Linked DNA regions of Mus musculus: region 2 is linked to region 1. The links are chromatin contacts, called in public Hi-C maps. All regions are on one chromosome and are shown on one strand. Each heading gives the region's core, a stretch centred on a gene start, on an enhancer-like site or on the middle of the called end of the contact. The rest is flanking DNA. Distances are from core to core; before and after follow the strand shown. Region 1 has its middle 29 kb from the start of Nek2. Region 2 overlaps Traf5 (TNF receptor-associated factor 5).

What was found. A called contact is a pair of places that touch in the nucleus more often than the background predicts.
Region 2: a contact with region 1 is called in a Hi-C map of bone marrow-derived macrophages, with 23 read pairs. The contact joins two enhancer-like sites. A contact is called at or near these places in 1 of 15 datasets of contacts at CTCF or cohesin (the NIH/3T3 cell line), 5 of 484 Hi-C or Micro-C datasets (the N1E-115 cell line, bone marrow-derived macrophages, embryonic stem cells and 1 more), 8 of 115 datasets of contacts at active chromatin or transcription factors (the HPC-7 cell line, T-cell acute lymphoblastic leukemia, bone marrow-derived macrophages and 4 more) and 3 of 9 other capture datasets (adipose tissue, embryonic stem cells and liver).

What each region holds. Positions count from the first base shown.
Region 1 is chr1:191,847,751-191,853,008 of GRCm38.p6, reverse strand. No RefSeq gene overlaps it. Among named protein-coding and RNA genes, the nearest start is that of Nek2, 29 kb to the right of the region's middle. Within about 2 kb of position 3,293, at least 17 of the 459 cell types and tissues checked have an H3K27ac peak or open chromatin away from gene starts, as enhancers often do. A contact at or near this core is called in bone marrow-derived macrophages, where this site is marked.
Region 2 is chr1:192,067,436-192,072,625 of GRCm38.p6, reverse strand. It overlaps Traf5 (TNF receptor-associated factor 5), which reads left to right. Exons shown (of 14, transcript NM_011633.2): 2 at 1,991-2,209. The coding sequence starts at 1,992. Among named protein-coding and RNA genes, the nearest start is that of Traf5, 23 kb to the left of the region's middle. Within about 2 kb of position 2,090, at least 140 of the 459 cell types and tissues checked have an H3K27ac peak or open chromatin away from gene starts, as enhancers often do. A contact at or near this core is called in bone marrow-derived macrophages, where this site is marked.

The DNA.
Region 1 (5,258 bases), core at 2,044-4,543:
AGGACTCCACCCTGGACTCTGTGATCAGATTCAGGTTCTTGTAAACCACTTAGATGCTGCACCCCTGGGTGGGAAGAGAAGGGTATCACTGGCCACAGAAGGAATCATGATACCTTTCTGCAGAGTGGCTGCCAAACTTCATGCCTGCTAACCCTGTAAAATGGCCAGTGTATCTGGTGAGAGTCAGTCCCTAGGGAAAGCAGGGAAGAATCTTCCCATTATACCTAGTGCAAGGCATCCCCCTGCCTTGCCTTGTGGGCCACGTGGAACCGTGTCTCCAGACAGAAAAACTGGTAAAGTCAAGATGATTAAGGAACCCTAGCAATTCTCCTCCACTCACCCTCCCTGTTCCCCTTCCCTTACCCCCTTCTCAACTTCTTGAGGTTCCCAGTGGCGTCTGGGTACTAAGGAGTTTGGGAACCACAGTCTTGGCCCAAGTCCAAGCTGTTTCTCACGGAGAGGAACACAGGCTGGGGTCCCCACCTTAGGCTGCATTCTGCCTCCCTGAACAGGTGTTGGCATGCCATGAGCTTGGCACCCCGATGGCAGCAAGGAAGGAACATAGCCTAGCGCCTCTGCATTTCCCTCCCTGAGCCTTGTTCACGCACACCAGCGGCAAGGTGAAACTCAGACCCACATTGCCTCAGTTTCCCCTTTTAAAAATGAGAATGGCTTCCAGTACCTTTGATCCCTTTACCTTTTACCTCCTCCTTCCTGGCGCTGAGGTGGGAAAGGACAAGAAGCCTGTCCTGAGGCTCCTCTACTGAGAGATCTCAGTGTTAGCCATGGGAGTTCTGTAGGCCACGGGGCCTCCAGTTAAAGAAGACAGAAGCAGCAAGATACAGCCCTTTCCTGGGAGGAAGTGCCACAGTGGCCCAGAATACTGCCTAGAGAACATCCCTAAGGCTGGAGAGCAGACCCCAGGAGCATATGGGGCTTCAGGGGAAAGCCTTGCAGAGGCTTCTGAGAGAGTCTGCCACAGAAACATGGCCCTGCTTGGAGAGCAGCTCTGAAGCCAAACCCACTCCAAGAGCCTCTCGGCTTTGGAAGGAGACTGCCACGCAACACACCCAAGCTCTGTGTACCTCCAAGTGTGCCCATCAGTTGCACGCAAGGCCTGTCAGGGACCGATTCCACCTGGCTGGGCAGCAAGGCAGCAGAGACAAGAGTTAGGAAGCCAAACTGGAGGAGAATAGAGACTCCTTCCTACAGCCCATGGCAAAACTGCCAGGGGCTCCCTGCTCTGCTTCACCACTGGACAGTAGGAGGTAGAGCAAGCTACCCAACACTCCCTTCCTTTGCAAGCCCAAATTAGATGTCCCCATTTGCCTATGTGGTCTGCCTAGCTCCCTTGCTGCAACCTGTGTGTGTCTGCTAACCAACTGAGGGGGACCTGGGAGCCTGGCTGAGAGTAACCTCAGCTGGCCAGCACTGTGGCCCAGCCTGTCAGGATAAGGCAGGGAGCTCACCAGGGCTGAGCTGACAACCTTCCCTCCCTCAAGTCCAGGATGCTCCAACAAGGCTGTCCTACAGAGACGTAGAGCAATGCCTTGTACCAGTGCAGGTACTGGCACGCCATGTGTTTTGTGTCTTTTATCCCAGGTTAGATACCCTTGACCACACCTAGTGTTTTGGGTCTCTTCATTTCAGGTTAGAGTCCCCTGAAATCCTCTCTTCACCCATAGCCAGAAGGATCCATAGGTCCTAATCCCTAAAGAAGACAGAGGTTGGTGACTCCATAGCAATGGGTTTCAGAGCCCCTGATTGAGGCCAACCTGGTCCTGCTGGCTTGCAGCTGCCTCAGCTCCAGCAGACCCAGCCTTTCGGCTCATATAGCTAAGGCCTCCAGCTGTCTGTCTGAAGACCCAGCACTGGCAGCCTGCAGACTAACCCAAGCTCTCCCACCCCCAGGCTATCGACTCTGCCCCAGGCTCTCTCCTCGCCTCCACTGGGGAAGTTTCTAGGGGAAAGTAGGGCTTGGTTCAGGACTCACAGAACTCAACCAGTCAGAGTTGGAGTCTCAGCTCTGCTACTTCCTGGTGTGACCTGCCGTAAGCAGCATGGTCTCCACCATATGGAGTTCCTGACGTCTGTGGATGTGGAACACTGCCTTGCCCATAAAGTAGCTCATGGTGACTCACATATAGTCGGCAGCTACTGAGTATTAACTTAATATTGTCTCTTCCCTGCCCTCTCTGTCCCCCACCCCCACCCTGTGTGGGTTGCAGGGACGACAGACTGAGGTCAGGGTTGGTGGCACACACACTTACTCACAGAGCCATCTTCATGCTTATGGGAGAGCTTTTAAAGATAAAATCGAGGAAGATTGCCTCAGGTATTTTTTTTTCCCCGAGACAGGGTTTCTCTGTGTAGCCCTGGCTGTCCTGGAACTCACTTTGTAGACCAGGCTGGCCTCAAACTCAAAAATCCGCCTGCCTCTGCCTCCCGAGTGCTGGGATTAAAGGTGTGTGCCACCACACCCGGCTGCATCAGGTATTTTGAAGCAGCAATAAGTGTCAGCCACAATGATGGATAACAGGAGTGACGTCAGTCAGAGGTTGGACAGTCTTGCTGAGTGAGCATCCTGGCAGGGCCTGCATGAGGTGCAGTAGGTTCTGTGCAAGTTCACAGTTGGCCTGAGACAGAAGCAGTCACGCTGAGCAGTCCTTCCTCAAGACCGCAAGACTCCACTTTCTTTTTTTCAGTGATTCCATTCTGACAATATTTGCTTCAACCCGTTCCACAGATGAAGAAACAGAGGCCTAGGGACCATTAGATTTTCCCAGGTGACTCAGCTGGGAAATATCCCAGGGCTACAATTCAGTTTGTGACTTTTTTCTCTTTCCCTTCCTTCTCCCCCCCCCCCCCCCCCCCGGCTCTCCTCCTCTGTCTCTGACTGTCCTCTCTCTCTGTTTCTCTGTGTGTGTGTGTACATAGAGGAGAAAGGTTAGCCTCGGGTGCCATTCCTCAGAACCCCAGGAGTCTGCCCCCCTCTGCCTCTCCAGCTCTGGAATTATAAGCACACCCAACCATGCTATTTACATAGATCAAACTCAGGTCCTGGGTGCTGGGAATTGAACTCAGGACCTCTGGCAGAGCAGCCAGTGCTCTTAACCACTGCACCATCTTTACAATGTCATAATTTGGGTTTTTTTTTTCTCTAAATATCCACACAGAACTTACACAACAAATGTAACAGAAAACCCGATTTTTTCCTTTCAGTCAGCCCTTGAAGGTCAGCATTGGTGCTGTGTGAGAAAGGAGACTTTGTCATGTGACCCAGCCTCCTGCTCTTTCCTCACAGATCACTGTGGTAGTCACTTGCGCTGGTCAGAAGCCACTCACGTTTGCACACTTACTTAAATCTGGTTCAACGCATGTTTTACTTCCTTCTTCTGTCTTCTCCTCATGTGGTTCTTCTCAGTTTTGTTTTCCTAGCAGTTCCAAAACCAGACAGTGTCCAATAGCAAGCTCACAGTTCCACAAAGCTAAAACTCTTATTTGACAACGAATAACCCCATTTCACAGACTTGCCAGCTGAAGGAAGTGCACTGACCCTTCAGGGTCAGCTCAGGCCATGGCTCAGCTTCGTTCTGGCAATCCATTCAGCTGTCCCCTTCATACCCTGGCTTACCTTTATAGGCAGCCTCGCTCCTCAGGAGCAGAGGAAGACACAATGAAAAGCCAAAGGGTTGTAGAAACTCATCTTCCATCCATGAGCTAAAGGGTAGCTGTTAAAGACCAAACCAAAGACCCCGTGCATTTAGGCACTGACCCATATCCTCAACTAGGATCAGTATATACCTATATATAATATATGATATGTGTCATATAATACATAGTTTTTATTCAGAGACAGTCTCATGGACCTCAGGCTGACCTGAGTCACTATGTAGCCAAGAATAGCTTGTAACTTTTAATTTTTTTCAAAGTCTACATTTAATGATGGTTCTTAAATGCTTTAATCTCCCTTGTAACCCACCACCCACCAGAGGGAGTGGAAAGAAAGGATACAGTGGAAGCGGACCTATTTAGAAATGGTTCTTTAGAGCAATTCCCATCTGTGTTGTCTAGAAATCAGCAGTTCAGTTCACAGGCTAGCAACAGCAGCTCAGTCCATTTGTGAACACTTCACAGATACACCAGCAGTCCAGTTTGGTAGAGTCAGGTTAGCAGCCGCAGTGGCATGACCTAACAGAGACAGCCAGACCACAGCCTAGGCACAAGTCAGCAGGTGAGACCTGGAGGATGCCAGGAGAGGTTCTTGGCTGTGCCTCAGCAAAGCAAAGTGAAGATCAGCGAAGACATGAGACCCACAAGCATTGCACAGTTAGCTCTATAAGCAAGCCAAGCTCAGCCTCCATCACAGTCCGTCAAGTCCTGTTTATACCCTCCAAACATCACATGTCATCCACAGGTGTCGTTGGCACGTGCGTCTGTCTCAGCTGACATCACTCTGCCAATCAGCCTGAGCCCTAGGAAATGGCAGTACACCACTGTTTTTTGGCACATTTCTCTCAGTGAAATCCCAACAAATGGAGATCAACTATGCAATGTAAAGTCAGACCAATACAGGCAATCGTTAGTAAAGACTCCCCCATCAGGTGTCTGTTCACATGCTTGCTTTAGCACAACATCCTTTCTCCTGTGTCTGCTTCAGTAAAATGTTCTTTTACAAGTGTGCCTTTCACCGATGTCCACTTTAACAAAACGCCCCTTCACATGTTTGCCCCAGCAAAACACCACCCAACACAACTGACTTTCCAAAGAACACATAAGTTTCTACTTCAATATCTCTGAATGCCTGATCTTCCTACTTCTATCTCTGGAGTGGAATTAAAAGCCACCAGGGCCAGCTTTTGTTTGTTTGTTTGTTTGTTTGTTTGTTTTATATATTTTGAGACAAGACCTCACTATGTAGCCGACGCTGGCCTGGCACTCATAATCCCCCTACCTCTACTTGGCCCAGCCAGGATCAATCAATCTTAGCATAACAGAGAGAGAATAATGGGGCTTACGTGTGGATAAACATGAACATGGCTATGTGGAGCTCACAGACATAACCCACTGTGTCTTCAGGGGGACGAGGTTAGAGGTAAGAGCAATCTGAAGTTATGAAAGTTACTTTGAAGCAATAATTCTTAGCTTCAAAGATGAATACCAAGGTATCCAAGGACTTGTGGCAAAGATGGCAGCAGACCACTGTGGACAGTGGTTGGACAGACGTCCTCACAGTAGGCGCCTCTGTCATGTTGCAG
Region 2 (5,190 bases), core at 841-3,340, 220 kb before region 1:
TGTAATCATACAGATGTGCATTTAATCTCAGGCCAGGGATTTCCCTGGAAAGGAGCCCAGTGACTGGACTTGGTCCATGTTCAGGTTTTATGTGGTTATTTTTTATTTGGTAATGCACTCATTTAAAAATTGAAAAGGATTATAGCGATACCCTTTTCTCTTACCCACCCACATTCAAAACCACTGTCTAAAGACTGGCTATGCTTGAAGGGGGTTCAGTCTGCCTTCTGCCCGTAAGACTAGGAGGAAACGGGAATGCTTTGCTGAAGACGCCAAGGAAAGCCTGAGTGTGAGCTCACTAAGTAGGAAGCCTGGGAGGGATATGTGATCCCATATAGGACCAAGGACAGACGAAAAGTTTAACTGGGGTTACTTACAAGGGTGTAGGTGTCACCTCAGGAGTGTGGACACCTTGTGAGCATCTACGTCACCAGAGTCTCTTGCACTCTAGCAACCCTTCAGCAGTTACACCGAATCAGGAAAGAGCTGAGGCTCCACCTCCTGCGCCCTCAGGAGCCCTTCACGTACCTTGTGAAGGGAACGTGAATGACCCCAATCTGTGAGGGTCTCTTGTAGCTTATGATAGTTGCTTTGATGTGAGTCAGCAATAGTTGTGTGGTTCCTAGAGAGCAATATTCCACATCAGGGCACAGCCCAGGCAGAGACAACAGCTTTGCCTGGTCCTTGTGGTGGAGGCAGGCACGAGTACATGAAAAACAAGAAGAATTCCGCGTGGCTGGAGTGTAGATAAAGGCAAGAGGTTCCTGGGTTTCTAAGAGGTAGGAGCGTGTTGTCCCGTAGCCTATTTAGCATTGTAGACTTTTTTCTCAGAGCTCAGAGAAGCTACGGGGATGTAACCGGATCACAGTATCACTGGGAATACCAGCCTGGTGGACAGCTTGGAGAATGGATTGGAGGAGAAAGCAGCTAATGGGACCTTACTTACTTAGCTCAGGTGGGACATGATGTGACTCGGTACTGTGCTAGATGTGGTGGGCCAGGTACCTCTTGAGCAACATCTGCTTGCCAGTGGTTTGAGGACTGGGCATCGAGATAGGGTGCCAGCACTTACAGCATGGTCAGACTCCAGTGAGGCTCTCCTTGCATTGTTGCAGGAAGAAAACAGGAGAGGGGGATTTTGGACGCTCTCTATGAGGGCACTAATCTCACAGACAGGGACTTCATCCCCTCAAATGCCTCACCTCCAGACACCAGCACCTTGGAGAGGAGTTTCTCAGCAGAGGACTCCGTGGAGATATTAACATTTAATATCTGCGGAGGTGGGTAGAGAGGTGGAGAGGGAGAGATTGAGATGGGCAGCAGGAAATGCACCGTGTAAGACTCTCCTGAGAGGTCTCAGATTCTCTCAGTCCTGGAAACACAATCTAAATGCTTGCCTATAGTGCAGTTAACTGACTGGACTGTTTGGGGTCCTGTGAAAAGCCAATAGACAAAGTCTGTTCTGGTAAAGTGTATTTGTAATGTTCCTCATTGCTTTGCCCCAACACCTGATAAGAAACAACTCCAGGGAGAATACTGTCATTTGGCCTGTAGTTTGAGGGAATACAGCACGTAGTGGCCAGCAAGGCAGAGCAGTGGATAGGCGTGGCTAAGATGGTGGGAGCCTACAGCTGCTTGTTCACATCTCCCTCCATGGATTTGGAAGCAAAGAAAGGGGAAGTCCACACTCAGCTGGCTTTGTCCTTTTTTATTCGGCCACAGATGGTGCTGCAGCCCACAGTAAGGATGGATCCTTCCCTCTCAGCTACTCCCCTTGGAGACATCTTCAAGGTGATTCTAAATGCAGAGGAGGGGCCATCACACAGTCTTGCTAGAAACCATCTGCACCCTGGCAGGCAGCCCCCTGTGGCAGGAAGTTGTTAAAGTTCTGACATAATGGTTGTACTGATTACAAATTATGACCCATGTATGGTGGCTGCTGTTGTCTGGGTGGTTATTTTACACTGAAGTGTCCCATCTGACTCCCCAGAATGGCTCATTCGGAGGAGCAAGCGGCTGTCCCCTGCGCCTTCATCCGCCAGAACTCTGGCAACTCAATTTCCTTGGACTTTGAGCCCGACACCGAGTACCAGTTTGTGGAGCAGCTGGAAGAACGCTACAAATGTGCCTTCTGCCACTCCGTGCTTCACAACCCCCACCAGACCGGCTGCGGGCACCGCTTCTGCCAGCAGTGCATCCGGTCTCTGAGGTGAGTGGGCAGCGCCTGCAGCTCTGACTGACGCTGACCAGAACCAGATGGTGGTGTTCCTGGCTTCTGAGTCTGCTGTGGCCACAGGGCTATAATTGAGGTTTGGGGAATTGTGGTTTGGGGAACACTCTCCAAGACTCCTGGCTGAGAACTGAAGTGTAATCCTCTTTGCTTACTGCTCCTTTGTGGACATTCACCCTGCCTTGAAGTTCACACTCCAGTGGCCCTGCAGACACGGTCTGTCCCTATAGCTGTCTGCTGAAGAGGGCACACACAGCTCCTGGTGTCTGCCCTGATGATCACTCATTTGGGGTAGCAGTCCGTGATGTCTATAAGGGACTTCACTGCCATTGGGCTGTCTGCTGGGAGCCTGCCTTGCCAGGAATGGGTTGAGGTGGGATCAGAGCCAGAAGTCAGATGCAGGTCAAAAGATTGATCTCCTGCCTTTTAACTCTTTACTACTTTGTGCTAAAAACTTAACTCCTCATTACTTGTGCTTAAATAAACGTGAATATCTGGCGATTAACATATGCTGTTTAGCAGTGGGGAATTAAGTAAAAGATTATTGCTCCCTTCTCTGGCCAGGCAGATTAAATTTTTGTGAACCAGAGAGGAAGGAAAAGAAAGGAATTAAGATTCTTGCTGGGCAGTGGTGCACACGCCTTTAATCCCAGGCAGAGGCAGGCGGATTTCTGAGTTCGAGGCCAGCCTGGTCTACAGAGTGAGTTCCAGGACAGCCAGGACTGCACAGAGAAACCCAGTCTCAAAAAAACAAAACAAAACAAGAATTAAGATTCTTTGCATAGGCAAATATTCACAGACACATGTACAATCATATGCTCACACTCTGGAGCGGCCTGACTGTCTGTCTCAATACAAGTCCACAAGTATTCGTGCATGCTTACATACATGCACATATACCTACGTGTGTACATATAAACAGACATATACATTTGGATGGATGGATGGACGGACGGTTGGGGCAGAGTCCCCCAAACCACCACATCATCTTTATTGCTTTTCTGCAGCCTTTTTTATACCTTCTTAAACAAAAGTTCTTTAAAGAACTACTTCATAGATGAAATGTTACACAAAGTAGGCGTTACAGAAGGATGTTGATATCAAGTTCAAAGCAGTGTTTCATAATATATGCTCATTGTAAATCCAAAGCAACAGTTTCTTAATGGCCTTGCCTTACCATAGTGCACACCTGTGCCTTCATTCTTGGACCTGAATGCTTTTCCTCGAACACAAATTTGTCCCAAGCCTATTGCTCTTTTTAGTGTAACTATGGAAGTTCATTGCATTCCTTATTATGTAGCCTTTACTTACTGCTATGAGGAGGGGCACATCCTATTTTTGATTCTAACTTTATTATATCTTACTAGCAAAACAATTAAAGCCACCTCTTAAAACTTTCTTTCTAAGATTATTTGAATCAAATCAGAAATTCTATAAAATCATTAATTCATCTAAACAGCATTAACTCATGAAGGTTCATCTTTATGATGATCTGCAGGAAATCTGATCAATAGGGGTGGGCTAATGCCCAGGGATTACTATGTAAATTTATAATGACAGGAAAAGTGTATCAGCTATAAGAAACAATCCTGAGATGAAGTCTCTTCGGGGCCTTGCCCCTCAGAGCTCACCCACTGCAGACAATGCAGAAACAATGAGCCACTTCCAGGAAGATAACTTGCTAGCCTTAGCCTATCCTGGATGGCTCCTGGCAGCTGTCAACGCTGGAAAGCCTGCAATAACATAACGCCATGAAAATACTCAGGGCTAGAAAGGGTTCGTTGTTGGCTCACAGCTTTACAGTGCCGGTTTGTGATTGATAGGCTTTGGAAATATAACAAAGCAGGCACATCGTGGTGGGAGGACATGCTGGAGCCCAAACAGTCACCTGCATCATCCAGGGAGGAAAAAGGGGAGAGAACAGTGCATGGGGCCCCTTCTCCCCTTCAGAGACACACCATCATGAGCCCACTAGGCTCCACCCCTCCAGAGCCCCACCCCTCCAGGGCCCCACCTCTCCAGGGCTCCACCTCTCCAGGGCTCCACCCCTCCAGGACTCCACTGTGCCTTAGGTTCTCCGGGGAACAGAATCCATAGAATATACATTAAAAGGAGGGTTATTGGAATGGTTTTCACAATGTAGTCTGGGCAGTCCAACATGTGCCTGCATGTAAAATGGCTGTGAACCTGGCAGTTACTTAGTCCACCAGGCTGGATGCTGCAGCAGCTCCAGATAGGCTCAGAAGGACTGGCAGAGTCCTGGAGAGCCACTACTCTCCAATACACATTGGAAGGGCAGTGGCAGCAGCGATGGCTGCAGCAACAACGGAGTAGATGCACTAACAGTCAAAAGTGGCAGTAGACGAGTAGTGCTGCTTTTTCCTGGGACTCTTTATGTCTGGGTACAAAGATGCTGCTGTCTCTGAGGGAGGCACTCCCTTAGGGAATCCTTCCTGGCAAAAGCTCGCCCAGACACAGGTCTCTTGGTTGATTCCAGAGCTAATCAAGATTAACTTTGACACAAGCCTTCCCAGCAGCACCACCCTGGGGAATCACAGCTTTATTTAACTCATGGAGTAGGGGAGCCTCTTAACATCTAAACTGTAGCAATCTGGGTCATGCCACTTGTTCGAAACCAGGAGAGCCTGGAAGCAGGCTTTGGAAGCTTCTAGAGCTGAGCATGTCAGGCTGTAGAAGGGGCTTCAAGACAGGTCCTCACTCATTCCAGTGTGTCAGCACTGTGTGCTCACTTCTTTGCTCCAGTAAGCTCTAGGTTCTAAAGGTGAAGAACCCGGCCGTCACACTGTACTACAGCCTGCCTTTCCCTTAGATGGAGACCAGAGATGGAGCCATTGACAGTCTGGGGGACTTGTGTTTGATGGCATGCTGGTAGGTAGCTAGGCATTTTCCAGGAAGGTTGTAAGACTGTGAAGTTCCTGATACAAGTCTTAGTTAGGGTT